Regions from separate parts of the Mus musculus genome. Here all the other regions are linked to region 2. A link is a contact called in public promoter capture Hi-C data. All regions are on one chromosome and are shown on one strand. Each heading gives the region's core, a stretch centred on a gene start, on an enhancer-like site or on the middle of the called end of the contact. The rest is flanking DNA. Distances are from core to core; before and after follow the strand shown.

Evidence for each region. Promoter capture Hi-C pulls out the DNA fragments that hold promoters and counts their contacts.
Region 1: a promoter capture Hi-C map of erythroid cells shows a contact between it and region 2, with 53 times the contacts expected there. The contact joins the promoter of Rbmx here to the promoter of Phf6 in region 2. A contact is called at or near these places in 2 of 39 promoter capture datasets (erythroid cells and pre-B cells).
Region 3: a contact with region 2 is called in a promoter capture Hi-C map of pre-B cells. The contact joins the promoter of Ints6l here to the promoter of Phf6 in region 2. A contact is called at or near these places in 2 of 39 promoter capture datasets (cranial neural crest and pre-B cells).

What each region holds. Positions count from the first base shown.
Region 1 is chrX:57,391,564-57,394,596 of GRCm38.p6, forward strand. Rbmx (RNA binding motif protein, X chromosome) reads right to left here and starts at 1,473. Exons shown (of 9, transcript NM_011252.4): 1 at 1,289-1,473; 2 at 4-135. The coding sequence starts at 112.
Region 2 is chrX:52,910,883-52,913,994 of GRCm38.p6, forward strand. It overlaps Phf6 (PHD finger protein 6), which reads left to right and starts at 1,332. Exons shown (of 11, transcript NM_027642.2): 1 at 1,332-1,554.
Region 3 is chrX:56,452,853-56,456,275 of GRCm38.p6, forward strand. Ints6l (integrator complex subunit 6 like) reads left to right here and starts at 1,987. Exons shown (of 17, transcript NM_172779.4): 1 at 1,987-2,464; 2 at 2,597-2,674. The coding sequence starts at 2,354.

The DNA of each region.
Region 1 (3,033 bases), core at 223-2,722, 4.5 Mb after region 2:
CACCTTCCACTATTCGTCCATATTTGCCAAACACTGCCTCAAGGGCTTTCTCATTCGTCTCTGTATTAAGCCCACCAATAAAGAGCTTTCCTGGGCGATCTGCTTCAACCATTTTTCCTCTTAACCGATGGGGGTCTGCTGAAAAATGGTATTATTATCTCTCTGTAGAAAGTCCCCAAAGTTTATTGAACAGCTTAATTATGGCTCATGTTTTGTTAAAATCTTTATTCTTTAGTAACTAAAGATACCAATAAACCTCAAGTGTGGTAGAAAATCAATTGAAATACTTTGGCTAACAGTGCAGCGCAATTTTCATTAACAGGGTTAAAAGGGCCTGCCTAATTTACCATCTTCATCTGCCCTGCTTTTAGTCAATGAAGAGCTACTCAACACTTAAAAAGGCTACTTTTAAATGTATTTTACTTTTAATATAAGATTGCAACCTTAGAGTGCAGGAATTAACAGAAGGGGGCCACCACACCTGGCTATGGTCTTGATCTCTTATCTTTAAAACATTCCGTTACCTATCAACCTACTTGCTATCCGCCCCACCGCCCCCAACCCGAAGCCAAAGGTATAAAAGACTTCCTATTCATTCAAGGTCACCAGCCAGACACACCAAGTAAGGAGCAAGCCCTTTCCACATTTAGATTCCCTAGTTAAGTTTAGGGACAAATCTCTACCTTAGGACAAAGTCGCTGCATCTAGCCCAACGAAAGATTGTTAGTTATCCGATCGAAAAGAAAAAGTGCCAGAGTCCGAAGATAACGGAACTCAGAATCACACACTCTTAACACTCTTTTCCAGTCCTGACACCTAATTAAGACTCATTAAAAACCGCGTGTTAAAGACAAAATGGCGACACTTGGAACGAACCCAGAACCACCAACAGCCTCCGGACGAACTAACTTTTGCATTGACAGTTGCAGCGAAAACTCAGAAAGCTTCCTCTCCTTGCCGCCAAGGACCAGAGGAAGCCTCAGAAGTCCACCAGCCTATCATTAGCACGGACGCTATTCTGGTGTTACTCCCGCGGTCCCAGCACGTCCCGCCCCACCTACAAAGCTGCGCCCTCCGCCCTCCCGCGACAGGGGACAGCCAAACCTCCGGGAGACGCACTCAGATAACTGACCCCATAATGTGCTGCTTCCACCCCTTCTGCTTTAAATAGGTTGACACCTTTGGGTGTCTTAAAATGGCGCCCGCCGCCACTATCTCCCGGGAAACAAATGACATCCAGCTCTAACAAGTCTGTATGGAAAACAGGCCAAGGAAAGGAAAGTCCTACCCGAGGGGACTGCGACGGTCTCAAGCTCCTCTGAGCTCGCCGACCGGACCTCCCGAGCAGCGCCGCACCAGTGACAGCTACCGATTTTCAGAACGGAACAGAAATGACGCTAGGACGACTGCGCAACGAGGGCGAACAAAGGAGACTGCAATCTTTATACTACCCGGGAACGAGGCTGAAGAACCCGGATGGAAATTAAGCTTAGAATTTGAAGCACGAAGGGAGGGGAGGGAGTGGTTCCCAGATTCTTCATTGGCTGTTCCCTTTGTCATTCACTAGTCACTCCGCCTCTTTCCTGTGTCTCTTAAAGTTCTGGCCGGTGCCGGATTTTAACCGTTTGCCCTGCCCCCATCCATTCTCCTCCAAGGCGCCTTTTAGCTTCGCTAAATATGCTAAAACACTGGACGGGATTTATTGACTAGAGAAGTAAATTTATTGAGCAACCTATTAGGTCAAACAAGGCGCAAAACTTTTACTTTTGCATGAAAATCCTAATTCCAAAAGCAATGTGAAAAAACGGTAGAATGCCAACGTTATAGAAATAAGAAACAAAGAAGTTTCGTTGATACTCAATAACTGGCTAAATTTTCTTGAGCAATAAGTAATACATTGGAAGAATCTGTTAAGTAAGTGTTAAGTGAAAACAGAACTTGATGACATTACAAAAATATCATTCATATAGAACGATTACTGAGTACCTACTTGATTTCTGTGCAAGTGAGACCAGAGTCAGGTGCCTCGGGGTTAAGACTGTCAAACAAAAATCCCTGACGATAGTTGGGAGTGCTTACCCACACATTTCATCCCAGTATTTGGGACGCTGAAGTAGGGCAGTTACGCGTTTCAGCACAGACTGGCTTTGTTAGAGTCTGTCTCAAACACCAAACCAAACAAAAAAAAAAAAATGCTACCAAGCATGCTTGAACTTTAAGTGAGCATTCTTAATTTGTTTTGTGTTTTGAGACAGTACCAGTCAGGCTGAGAGTGGTCTTGGAATTCACAGCTCTGATCCTGCCTCAGATTTCCAAGTGCTGGAATTACAGGCATGAGCTACCAGACCAGGTTCTGCATTCTAAATTTTTATCTGCTTGTGAAAGAAAAATAACAATTTAACCTAGAGGGGATTTTCTTTTCATTTCTTTTCTTTCCTTTTTCCTTTTTTCTTTTTCTGTTCCTGTCTGGCTGTCCTACAACTTGCTCTGCAGACCAGGCTGGAGATCCCTGTCTTTGCCTCCCAAGAAAAACGATTTTAGATACCAGCCTTTTATACTATGGATCATATTTCCTCATATGGGGTGATAGAATTGAATGTGGGCATAGTAGTAAAAGTGGCAATAATAAAAGGTTTCTGATACATAACAAAAATTCAATTCAAAATCAAATATATATGAGATATGTGGAAAGATTTATTAGAATGACTTACAGACTGTGGACCAGGTAATGCGACAATGACTGACTATGAACCCAGAAGTTCCTCAGTCCACGAGGCTGGATGTAGAGGCTGGTCTTCAGTAGATGCTAGAATCCCTAAAAAGTAGGCTCTAATGCCAGTGAAGGAATGCACTTGCTAGCAAGGTGAGAGCAAGCAGGCAAAAAGCAAAGGCTTTCTTATTCCAAGCCCTTATCTAGGACTTGGAAAGTATAGCACAGATTAAAAGTGGTTTTAGTACTCAGGATCTGGATTAAAGGTGTGTTTTCCTGCCTCAAGACCCAGATAGTCTTCCCACATCAAAAGATCTGAATTA
Region 2 (3,112 bases), core at 82-2,581:
GGGGGGGGGAGCACAGGTCTAGGTGCTAAAATCAGGACAGATAGATAACTCAGCACCTGCACTACAGAAAGATACCTTAAAGCTAAATGATTGATTTGTAGGTCCTCATTGAGTTCCATGTGAATGAATCAATGTTACACCACTATGATTACTGGTTTCTTGTGCAATGAAATTTAAGGTTGACCTTGAAAAGAAAAAAAAACCCATAAAGATTGATGGAACAACATGTAAAAACATTGGATCCAGAGTGTAAATTCACTCCCATTGCAGGAAACATGGCTAAATCAGACAGCTTTTTAAAGCCTCGCTGGTTCGTTAGATTTTTTTTTCTTTTTAAAAAATGGTTTCCCCTCACAGAGGCCAGAAGAAAATAACAAAAGTTGACCCTCACATAAAGTATACTATGTCCCCAGACATTAATGTGATTTGTACATATTAACTCATTTCTCACAACATTTTGTGAGGGAGACCATTGCGTTCTCCATTTTAGAATTGATAAGTCTGAGGGACGAGAGGTAATACAACGTGATCAAGGTCACAGAGCTAGAAGTGAGGGAGCTGAGAGTCACAGTCAGGAGTATGCCTCCAATAAGCTAAGAGAGAAAGGGAGGGAGGGAGAGAGAGAAAGAGAGAGAGAGAGAGCGCGCACTGGTTTAGGTATGTAGCTCATTTGTGTGGAATATAAAGAAAATCACTCATCTTTTTTGATTATGGCAACTCCAGCATTTACAAAGAGTCAGCCAGCTATTACGGTAATACATGCTTCAGTTGCATCCTTAGTCTTCTTCACAATAAACTTGGAAGGTATTTCATCCTCATTTCCAAGACATTCCGTCCTCCTCCTCCAAAAAAAAAAAAAAAAAAAAAAAAAAAAAGGTTGAGTGATTAAAACGATTAGCCCAAAGACGGCCATGCAAATAAGAAAACTGCACTGGGAGCTCTTTGCCGGCAGTGAAATCAGGCGAAAGGAGGACCCCACAGGGATGCCAGGAGAGTACAATGAAATAATGGATGTAAAAAGGCCTCGACGAACAAGTGCAAGGGCTAAGGCCTGTGCATTTGCTTCGCGGGAAAACCGGTTCCCCAGGACCTGGTCCCAGGCTTTCTGGCCCCAACCCAACGCCTTCTCCTCCCAGTGCCTAGCTTTCTCTTCAAATCTCTTTCTCCGTCTCCTCCACTCCTGCCCCCCAAGCCTCAGCCGGGCGGCAGAGCGGAGAATAGAAGGTCCGCGCGCGAGCAGGAGGCGGGGCACCCCGAACCTTTCGAGGGGCCGGTCTGCGCGCGTGCGCCGTCCTTCGGCGGCTTCAACCGCCCCGGCTCGGTGGCCAATCAGAGTGCCCGGCGCGCTCGAGACGTCTCAACGTCCTGTGGGTCGTGTGCGTACGGAGGGAGGCAACGTAAGGGCGCTCGGCGAGCCCGTCTCTCCTCGAATGAAAGGAAACTACCCCTGGCGACAGAGCCCCGCTCTTCGGCAGTGCCGGAGAACCGACTCCCGCCTTCCCCGTCTTCCCTCGTGGGCGCTGTCCTCCCTTCGCCCAGCCGTGAGCCCCACTGGTGAGTTCCCCGCGGTAGCCAGGGGCCCCCCATTCTCTCTCTGGCGGGAGAAGACGAAGAGGATGGCGGTGGCCAGGCCGCCGCCCCTGCCCGTTGTTACGGGGGGGACTGGCGGTGGTCTCCTTCATTGTCAGGGACCCCCAGAGGCGCCGCGCATTGTCGGTGCTCCCTACAGAGGCTGGCGACCTAGTGCCGTGGGGGCGCTGAGGGACATGTTAGGCGGCAGCCTAGACTTCGGGGGAGGGGGCTTCACATCGGAGGAGAGAAATACTGGGATGGGGGCTTCAAAAAAAAAAAAACTCTGCTGACGCTTAGATGGTTTCAGTGGTAAGGAGGGTGACTACTTCCGAAGTGTAAGAGAAAAAAAAAATGGTTAGGATGGCATGAGGGTAAGCCTTACGGAATGAGGGGGAGAAAAAGAAAAACTCCCCAGTAAGGGGAATCGGGCGAAAGTGATGGATAAGGAGATGCTTCGGAGTCAGGTCCTTAGAGGACGAACTCCTGGGGAAGGGAGGAGTGTGAAGAAGGTGATATTTTCCTGAATTCCAGAGACTTGGCCAAGGACAATCGGAGGGGGGGGGGACCCCGACTTTCTGGCTGAAAGGAACCTACTGAAGTGTTGGGAAGGAAGAGACTTTTTCGAGTTTATCCAGCGCCTTGGTTAGAGGGAGATCTAGGAGGCTAGTGTGCGATTGGGGAATACATAACGGAGAGAATCCGCTCTGTTTCCTGCCTGGTCCTTTATTACATGGGCGAACAGCACGGCGTTCTTTTGCAGTTTCTATTCGTTTCGATATTCTGTGTGAAAGTGAAAAACAAATCTTTTGATGTTTGAAAAGCCTTTAATTTTCCTCTGGTTCCTACGTAATATCGGGTCTTATTCATACAGTTCAAATTTCTTCACTACCCTTTGGCTTGAAACAACTGGAAAATTCCTTTAGTTTCCTTTTGAATAACCGCAAAAAAAAAAAAAAAAAAAGCAGTGCGAAGCATGTAATAATATCGTGCAACCAAATTCAGGTGCCCTTCCGGTACATTTCCTATTCATTTATTTCTCTTCACTGCAACTTTGCTGAGAGAAAGACCGTGTTATCTTTGGAGGATCGCACTTATATCTGTGAATTTCAACTGGCTTGCATGCGGAAGGTTTTTCATCTTCCGGAACTGCAGTTTTGTTTTGTTTGTTTTTTTCGGTAGAAAACGTTCTTTTAAGATACTAGCCATTGACTAAGCTCTCGAGTTGGTTCTCGAATGCCCTCCTTGGTCATCCAGGTGGTTTCTACCTCGATGCTTCACAGCATCTTGGAAAATCGGAAATGCATTCATTGTTTCAGCGGGGTTTCTTTTTCAGACATTTAAACTGTATTTCCCATAAAATTACTGTTGTTTCTTTCACCTTTACACATTATCCATAATGTTACCTTTCTTTGAAACATCTCATTGTTGGGTTAAAGTATTGAACTTTGAGCTTTGCCTGTTCTTGAAAAACCTTTAAATTAAAACGAAAGCGCTCAATAGATGTTTTTGAGCCCCATAAGTAATGCTGATTGAATGTCCT
Region 3 (3,423 bases), core at 737-3,236, 3.5 Mb after region 2:
GCTCTCAGCCTTTTCACATACAGTCACAATGAGATAAATTCTGCCAGCAGCCTTCCTGAGCTTTACCGAGCTGATTCTTTCCCAGTTGAGCTCCCAGATGAAAAATGTGGCCTAGCCATTTCCCTGACCACAGCTTTGTGAGATGGAGCAGGGAATCCAGCTAATCAGAGCAGGAGATAACATTTAAGTACGTGCTAAGCTGCTGAATTTGTGATAATTTGCTACAAAGCAATACAAAAAACTACCACACAGGTACCCATTGGTCATAAACTTTTATTTAGTCCATGCATATACGATCTTTCTTCAGTAATATTTAATGATTTATTTTTATTTTTAATTATATGCATTTGTGTGTCTATCTGTGGGTTTGTGCACATGTTCATAGTACCCACAGAGGCCAGAAGGCATTGGATCCCCTGGACCTGGATTTCCAGGAAGTTTGACGCCTTCTAAGTGAGTGCTAGGAACCAAACTCAGTGTCTTCTGCAAGAGCAGTGAGTACTCCTATCCAAAGACCAATGCTCCTAGCCCCTTCACCACTAATATTTAAGACAGAAATGGGGAAGTTTGATGTCTTTCCATCTTTAATTCCCAAGTCATTCTATATATTTCAGTAAGCTGGTCTTCATCACACATAGAGTGGTCTCTGGCGGACTCTTGTTCACACCATTCCTCCTAAGCCAGATTCCCTCTTTTACACCTTGTTCTTTGCCCATGAAATCTTCTGAACTTCTAGACCACAGGCAAGTGCTGCCTCGCTGTTTTTACTTGCATCACCATTTTTGGTCTTATTTCTGAGAAAACATAATATATATCAATCATGTAGAACATATACACAGGATATCTACAAACAATATAGAAAACATTTGCAGATATATATGTGATCTTCACATTGTATTAAAATTGTATACTCATTGAAGCTCAAGAGTCTAACTTGTGTACAGCACATTGCTAGAAATACTCTGTATCATTATCATCATTATCGCCATCATCAGTGTTGTAGGAGACTCAAACTCAGCGCCTCACAGGAGCTGGGCAAACATCGTACTCCTATGCTGCAACACTACCTCATACTCTATATTAAAAATAATGTCACAGTAGTTGGCATAGCACACGCTTGTAGGATATGCTGAGGAGTTCAGGACCAGCCTGAGATACAAGTTTAAAAATTGAGTCATATGCAGTGGAAAGCCAAGTATAGTTGACCAGTTACCAAGTACTTACATGGAGCCAGCATTGGCAACTTCCCTCTACTGAAAATTAAATTTCAGTACCATCGACCCTACATATTTCAATGATTGAACGCCTACTTCAGGTGCCTAGCACTTTTGTGGACGTTCAATGAACCTGAGTTGAAGCAGGATATCAGCCATGGATAAAGGCCGCACAGTCCCCACAGGAGTTTAAGTATCACAGGCTGGTCAATGTTTCAAAGCCTGAGAGAGCCTGTCCTTACAAAAGGACAGCTTAGGGTAACGTTTCCGCGGCAGCTTCCTTTTTAAGTAGCTGAACCAACCAAGAAAACGACATGTAAACACTGATCAGGAAGAGGGACTAATCTAAGGGAATTTGAGCAAGTCTGGCTAGGAAAGAAGTTTGCTGCTACTGAAATGTTTTGGTCTTAGCCACTGGCAGGATTGATTGATTGTAGTTATGTTTTGTGTGAAGCCTGCCTAAACATCTGTTTCTATGCAACTGTTGCCCAATTCTCCTTTCCTTTCGAATTACCATCTTTGAAGCACGAAAGAAAATCCATCCAAACGACCAAACAAATTACCCTAAAGGCTTCTAAATCCTTTAAAGGAGAATCTGAGCTTGAAGAAGGTCCTTTACTCCCCCGCCCCTTACCTCCAGCATGGGTTCCAAACTACAACCCTCAAGCTTGGCCCAAGTCCCTCCCTTTACCCAGTCATCTAATGAATATGTAAATTAAACATAATTGGCAGCCAATGGCGTGTGTTCTAGTCACATGGTGCTGATGGTAGGTGAGCAGACAGAAGTTGTGTCAGTGAACAGAGAGGGCTCTCAGTCTGGGGCGAGCGCTCTAGTGAGCGTGGACGGATGCTTAGGCAGTAGTCCTGGCAGCGGCAGCGGCGGCGGGCAGTAGTGGTGGCAGAAGAGGGGAAGAGAGACGGCCCGGAGACCGACACACTCACACTTTCAAGTTCCCTTGGAGGGAGAGGAGTTGGGGCTGCAGAAAGAGGCCAGGAGCGGTCCCATCTATCCCATCCCGTTTCCCACTTTTCCTCTTGCTCCCTGGCTCTGCGAGAGTTCAGGATTTGGGTAGCCATACGTGGCATTGAGGGAAAAGGGACTGGGAGAGTGGGGACCAGAACCAGGGGTGTAGTGGAAGATGCCCATCCTGCTGTTCCTCATAGATACGTCCGCCTCCATGAACCAGCGCACTGACCTGGGCACCTCCTATTTGGACATTGCTAAAGGCGCTGTGGAGTTATTCTTGAAGGTAAAAGGAGGGGAAAGGAGATGAAGGGGTCGCTTCTGTGGGATGGGTGGGTTGGACTGAGGTGCTTCTGTAACGTTTGTATCGCTTCCCCTCGTTTCCTACGCGACCCCCCCGTCATCCCTCGCCCCGCAGCTGCGCGCCCGGGACCCAGCCAGCCGCGGAGACAGGTACATGCTGGTCACCTACGATGAGCCTCCCTACTGCATCAAGGTAAACAGGCCAGCGGGGGAGCGGTGGGCGGGAAGAGCGTGCGCGTCCACTAGCCTGGGGCTGCTGATCCCTTTTGCCTCCACCCGTGGCGATCCTGCGTCGCCCTGCGGGACGGGCTGCAGTGAGGAGCGCCGAAGGGCAGGAGGAGCAGGGCGGGTGGCGGCGGTCGGGGGTCGCAGAGAGGGGCCCGGAGATGAGCAGCCGGTGTAGAGAAGGCACTGGAGGGCCGAGTTCCTAGCACGGCTGCAGCAATCGCCTCCGAAGATGGCGGACATTTTGCTTTTGTATGAGGCAGCCAGAGGCAGGGTGAGGGCGCTGCTGAGATGGAAAGGAGGGAGGGGAGGAGGCCGAGGAAGGAGGGCTCGAGGCCCATGGTGAGGCTGCGGCCCCTTCGCCTGGGACTCCGCCCCGATGTTCTCTTAGCCCCGCGCGGGCTTTGCTGCCGCCCGAGCTCCTCCTCTGGTCCCTCCTTCCATCCCTCGGCCCGCCCCGCCTGGGCTTCCTCTCCCTCCTCCCGCTCCGGTCCGTTTCTCCTTCACCGCATCTTCCCCTCCTCTTCCTGCCAAATGCCGGGCTGCACTAGCGCTGGCCTCCCAGAGCAGCTCCTTTGCATTCGAGGCTCTGGCCCCCGCCCCTCCTGTGCCACCACTAGCTCGGAACTGCTTAGCCTATGCAGCTCCCAGACCCTGCACGCTCAGTCAGGTTGAGCCCAGCTCTCAGTTACCTTAGCGACAGTTGCTGTTTCATTG